Linked DNA regions of Tursiops truncatus: region 2 is linked to region 1. A link is a contact called in public Hi-C data. All regions are on one chromosome and are shown on one strand. The core of a region is the stretch at or near the end of the contact, and the rest is flanking DNA. Distances in the headings are between cores, read along the strand shown. Region 1 holds the start of TSSK6 (testis specific serine kinase 6). Region 2 holds the start of ZNF317 (zinc finger protein 317).

Region 1 (3,018 bases), core at 145-2,644:
GGTCCTTCTGCAGCCTGGTCACAGAACTATCCATGTATAAAAGACCTCATGTCACACACCCGAGAAGTGCACTGACCTGGGTGTCAAGAAGAGACTCAAAGATTGCTTTATATTTGTTGAATCTAGGAATGAGTCTAGAGTCGAGTGCCCACGTGGTGCCAAATCTAGTCTGTAACCTGTTTTTGTATGTCCCTCGGGCTAAGAACACTTTTAGGTTTGCAAAGTTGAAAAAAAAAGCAGCAATAGTGGATAAAGACCATCTGGCAGAGAAAGCACGAACTATTTAGCCGGCTCTTTACGGATAAAGTTTGCCAACCTTTGTTCTGGATTAGAAAAAAGCCAAGAAGGGGCAGGAGAAGACCTGAGTTTTCACCTGACAGTGACTTTTCTACTGTCTGAATTATAACTTTTTTTTTTTTGAAACCATGCCCATGAATTTTTTTGCTTTTTAATTGAGGCATAATTTGCACAACATGCGCATGGTTAAATGTAAAGTTCAATGACTTGCAACAAAGTATTCATTCTTAACTCGTTTTACATTTTTTGTATTTCTCTGTTATCCTTGGGTGCAGAGTATGGGCGCCTTTTACTTTCTCGCTTACATTTTTTTGTTAAACCCAATAAAAAATTTTAAAACGTTACTTAGAACCCTGGACAATTTTAAGAACACATAATTCTGGGACAGCCTGAAGTTGGGGGCCACCAGAGAGGAACCACTGCACAGAACATCTTCTCTTTTTTTTTTTTTCAGACCATCTTTTAAATTCCCTCGGTATTCCGGGTTTCGGCCCCAGCTTTGCTCTGGGTGGCCCCGTGGGGAGGTCGCATCCTCTCTCGGGCCTCAGTTTCCCCACCTGTGAAACTGGAACGTGGCGGAAGGATCGCGGCGCGGGCTAAATTAACCTCAGTTTCATCAATTGTAAAATGGGAATAATTAACGGGACCGACCTCTTGGGCTGTTCCGAGGAGACAAAGGGCTTAGTAAATGCTCGACAAACTGCAGCAGTTGTCGTTATTGTTAGTACTGAAGCTGTTGGGGATCCTGGAACTCCGCTTCCCGTCATATGGAGAGGGAAACTGAGGCCCGCTAGACTCCCCGGCGTCCCGACCCCGCCGAGGCACCCAGAAGGCCCAGACCCTGACACCCCGGCGCAGGGCGACACTGACCCGACAGTCCCCGACGCGGAAGGTTCCGCTTGTAGTCGATAGGGCCGTAGCCCCCCAGCGGGGGCATGTCCTGCTTCACCTTCGACGCCGCCATACTTACAGGACCCTGCACTTCCGGTCGCGGGAGGAAGTTACGCAACGGCGGCCAACGCCATAATGAGTGTGGCGGAAGCTGTCGCGCCGGTCTCGCACACGGCTGCGAAACCTAGGGCGCTGGTGCACCTACCTACCCCGGTGCACCTACCTACCCCAGTGCGTGAGAGAGCTCGGATAGCTGGGCCCGGGATCGACTGCACGCCCCAGCTGCGGCCGTAGAGTCCTTATTTTCTCTTCTCCCACACGGGGCGTGGCTTAGTCGGTGTCAAAGCCTGCAGCCCGGCCGGTCGCCAGGGTCCTTGCACCAAAGGACCACCCATTCACCTTACCTCTGGGGCGATGTGCAGGCCAGTTAGAAACCCTCAGATCTCTTCCCCATTTTCTCCCCCTCGGGGGGCCCTGTGGGCAGCCCAGGGCTTCACAGGGTCAGGGCTGAGTACAGAAGTTGGGGGACGGCTGCTACTCAGATTCGGACTCATGAGGAGCCAATTCGGACTCATGAGGACCCAATCCCAGGCACGGATTCCACTCCCCGTGGTGGTCGGGACTCCTTGCTAGTGTCCTCTCATCGGGAACTGGACCATTCAGCGTGATCATGAGTCACAAAGCCCTAGCTAGGGCCTTGGGGGGCACCACGGGGCGGGGTCTGGGGCCCCACCCCGAGGCGGGGTGACGCCCGCGTTCACTTCACAAGGCAGAAATTGTTACCTAGGCAATAAAGGGCACCGCGGCGGTGGGGGCCCGGGAGTGGGCACATGGGGGTGGGGGTGTGCAGGTGCCAAGTGCCATGGGTTAGGCCCGAGATAGGAGTCCGGCCGCCCACTGACAGCAGCCGCCTCCTGCTCCCCACGCGCTTCAGGCGCCACTATGTCGGGCGACAAGCTTCTGAGCGAACTCGGCTATAAACTGGGCCGCACGATAGGCGAGGGCAGTTACTCCAAGGTGAAGGTGGCCACGTCCAAGAAATACAAGGGCCCGGTGGCCATCAAGGTGGTGGACCGGCGGCGCGCGCCGCCAGACTTCGTCAACAAGTTCCTGCCACGCGAGTTGTCCATCCTTCGGGGCGTGCGGCACCCGCACATCGTGCACGTCTTCGAGTTCATCGAGGTGTGCAACGGGAAGCTGTACATCGTGATGGAGGCGGCCGCCACCGACCTACTGCAGGCCGTGCAGCGAAACGGGCGCATCCCCGGGGGGCAGGCACGCGACCTCTTCGGGCAGATTGCCGGTGCTGTGCGCTACCTGCACGACCACCACCTGGTGCACCGCGACCTCAAGTGCGAAAACGTGCTGCTGAGCCCTGATGAACGCCGCGTCAAGCTCACTGACTTCGGCTTCGGCCGTCAGGCGCATGGCTACCCCGACCTGAGCACCACCTACTGCGGCTCGGCCGCCTACGCGTCGCCCGAGGTACTCCTCGGCATCCCCTACGACCCCAAGAAGTACGACATATGGAGCCTGGGTGTTGTGCTCTACGTCATGGTCACCGGGTGTATGCCCTTCGACGACTCCGACATCGCCGGCCTGCCCCGGCGTCAGAAGCGCGGCGTTCTCTACCCCGATGGCCTCGAGCTGTCTGAGCACTGCAAGGCCCTAATAGCCGAGTTGCTGCAGTTCAGCCCGACGGCCAGGCCCTCCGCGAGCCAAGTAGCGCGCAACTGCTGGCTGCGTTCGGAGGACTCCGGCTAGAAGCCGGGGCTCCCACCATTCCTGCCGCCCCGAGCACTGCGCAAGCGCAGCGCACGCGCAAGAAGC
Region 2 (3,018 bases), core at 330-2,829, 260 kb before region 1:
GGCTCTAGGCACACAGGCTTCAGTAGTTGTGGCTTGTGGGCTCTAGAGCGCAGACTCAGTAGTTGTGGTGCACAGGCTTAGCTGCTCTGCGACATGTGGGGTCTTCCTGAACCAGGGCTCGAACCTGTGTCTCCTGCATTGGCAGGCAGATTCTTAACCACTGCGCCACCAGGGAAGCCTGAAAACAGGCCCTTTAGATAGTATATTTCAAGAAGAAATTTAATGAACCCAGATTCTTGGATCTTCCCATACATAGAAAAGCACTAAAATCATTAACTGAGATATCTGTTCCTTGTGAGTAGTAATAATCTTTTACCGAGATATGTGCTTAACTGCATGTATTCCCTAGCCAAAAATCATATATATACTGGCTTCTCCCCCTACCTCTTTGAAGCAGTCCCTTCAGAGCTACTGAAAGGCTCTTGTTGCTGAACACAAGTTCTTGTGCCTGAAGCACAGTGAGGCCAAACAAACCAAAACATTGGAGTTTGGAGCAGAGGCAGGTTTATTGCAGGGCCAAGCAAGGAGAATGGGTGGTTTATGCTTGAAAAGTCTGAACTATCTGGTGGTTTCCTGGGAGAAGTTTTTATAGGCAAAATTTGGGGGTGAGGGCTGCAGGGTTTTTGACTTTCTTCTGATTGGTTGATGGTGAGGTAACAGGGCGGTGTTAAAGGAATCTTGTGCTCAGTCAGAAGTTACCATCGTCCACTTGGGTGGGGGCCTTATTGGGGACCTTAGTTCGTTCAAAAGAACTCAAAGATATTGTTATGTATATCCCTTGAGGAGGATCAGGATCTTGCTTTAATCACTGCACTATAGTTTCTTGACTATTCCTCCATTGTTTCTGCATTCCCTGTTTCCCTGATTAGCAGCTGTTTGAATCTGCCATTTGGAACTCAGGGAAAGTCTAGGAGGCTGAAGCCTTCATCCTACAAATAAGAAATGGGGGACCCAGAAAGGGTGTTTTGCCCAGGAGGGCCAGTTTCAAGTCCTGCTGTGATCTTTCATGACTCAGAAACAAGAAAAACATTTCTGGCAAAGCAATCAGATTCTGGATTGATGGTCAAGGTAGAGCTGAGCGTTGCCTGTTGGATCAATGGGACAAAGAAGGGTCCATGATGTTGCCAAGGTTTACAATGGACATGTGAAAGGTGGGGTTGCTATTATTTGAAGTTGATAAGGTGGAGTCAGGAGTTTGATTTGTGGACTTTAAATGTGTCTCTAAAATACCCAAGTGGAGAGAGAATATCTCATTCTGTCTGGCATTCAGGGCAGAGGTGTGGGATGGAATTTTGACTCTTGAGTGTATACACAGTACTTAAAGAGGTAAGATTCAGTGCTACCACAGGGATTATAAGACGAAAAGAGGCCTGAGAACTGAGTCCCGAGGCACTTGAACAATTAGAAGTTGGGGGGAAATTAGCGCCATCCGCAGTTTCCACCGAGGTACCCCCGCCATGCCCGTCTAAACTCCAGAACTACATTTCCCAGAGTCCTTTCCGTCTGTGCTTCCTGGTTAGAGGCCGGTTATGAAGTCCCGCGACACTTAGAAGGCGGAAGTGAAGCGGAAGCCATTACTCTCCGGAGGCGATTGCTGCTGTACACATGGGCAGAGGAGCGGTCCACCGCGGCTACTTCCGAGCTGTTGGTCCCCGCGACAGACCGGACCTTTCAATGAGTTTCTCGTCCCTTCGGCAGCAGCTTCCGTGACCTCTGCTCCCCGTGATTCTACCCTCCGTGATGTAAGACCCGCTTTCCTCACTTAACCCTTTACTCCCCGCTTTCCTGAGGACAAGAGAGGCCATAAGGCAGAGAGGGGTATCGGGGGATAGGGACCTGGGACCGGGAAGCCAGGCAGCCAGGAAGAGTGTGTTTTAGATCCTGTGATAAGCGGTATGAAACGCTAGTGATGAAGTTTAGGACCACTGTATTTAGCGACAAGGGGGAGGCACTGGTGATCTGGTCCAAAAAAAACTGACATCTTGGGATGGGGACAGAAAAGCCCGGCCGAAGTGAATTCAGGACATTATTTTGTGTGTGTGTGTGTGTGTGTGTGTGTGTGTGTGTGTGTATGTGTGTGTGTGTCAGGAATTGGAGACCGCAAGGATAAACTACCTACCTTTTGCTTTGTGGTCAGCTTTGTCTAACATTAATAGGAGCACACTGGTTTTCTTTCTGTTACCATTTATCTTGAATAATTTTTACACTTAAACATTTCAGTTATTTATCTTTATTTACTTTAGTTGACTCTCGTGTAAATAGCTTATAACTAGATTTTAAAATGCACTTCAACATTGTTGTTTAATTTGAGAATTAGTCCATTAATATTTATTGTGATTACTAATATTTTGCGTTGATCTTTACCACCTTATTTGGTACTTCCTGTTTATTTTTTTCCCTTCAAATAATTCTTTTATCAGAATATAGGACATATATGTCCCACAAAAATATGAAAACACAGAAAATTAAAAGAAAAATAAAGTGAATCTGCAAACCAGGCCAAGAAAAATAAGTATTTGAAACCTCGGAAACCTGTATTCTCTTAAACTGCGTCTTTCTCTTTCCCCATGATTTTCTTCCTGGATTTTACTGCTTATATGTTTTCTCAAAAATGTATTTACTAATTTTGGTAATTACTTGTAGGTGGACTTACACTAAAGTATTTTCAGAGACACCCTCTTTCCATATTGATGGAAGTACCCATTTTAATTTAGATATTTCCAAATATCTTGTAGAAGATTATATGCACCTACCTACCCATTCTTTTTCAGGTATTTTGTGACTCAAATTTTAGTCAGTTTACGAAGTTCCACATACCGGGGTTTTGTTTTCAAGTTGTGTTGAATATATATATGGATTTTGAGAATATTGGCATCATTATGCCATTGAATTTTACAATTAATTAGTTATCTCTTTCTTTAAATAAATTTATTTTTGGCTGCGCTGGGTCTTTGTTGCTGCGTGCCGGCTTTCTCTAGTTGCTGCGAGTGGGGGCTACTCTTCATTGTGGTGCACGAG

Evidence for each region. A called contact is a pair of places that touch in the nucleus more often than the background predicts.
Region 2: a contact with region 1 is called in a Hi-C map of spleen, with 5 times the contacts expected there. The contact joins the promoter of ZNF317 here to the promoter of TSSK6 in region 1. A contact is called at or near these places in 2 of 2 Hi-C or Micro-C datasets (blood and spleen).

Annotation. Positions count from the first base shown.
Region 1 is chr3:160,692,701-160,695,718 of mTurTru1.mat.Y, reverse strand. It overlaps TSSK6 (testis specific serine kinase 6), which reads left to right and starts at 1,394. Exons shown (of 1, transcript XM_004312328.4): 1 at 1,394-3,018. The coding sequence starts at 2,131. The coding sequence ends at 2,952. NDUFA13 (NADH:ubiquinone oxidoreductase subunit A13) reads right to left here and starts at 1,306. Exons shown (of 5, transcript XM_033854061.2): 1 at 1,168-1,306. The coding sequence starts at 1,261.
Region 2 is chr3:160,951,962-160,954,979 of mTurTru1.mat.Y, reverse strand. ZNF317 (zinc finger protein 317) reads left to right here and starts at 1,579. Exons shown (of 7, transcript XM_019930791.3): 1 at 1,579-1,742.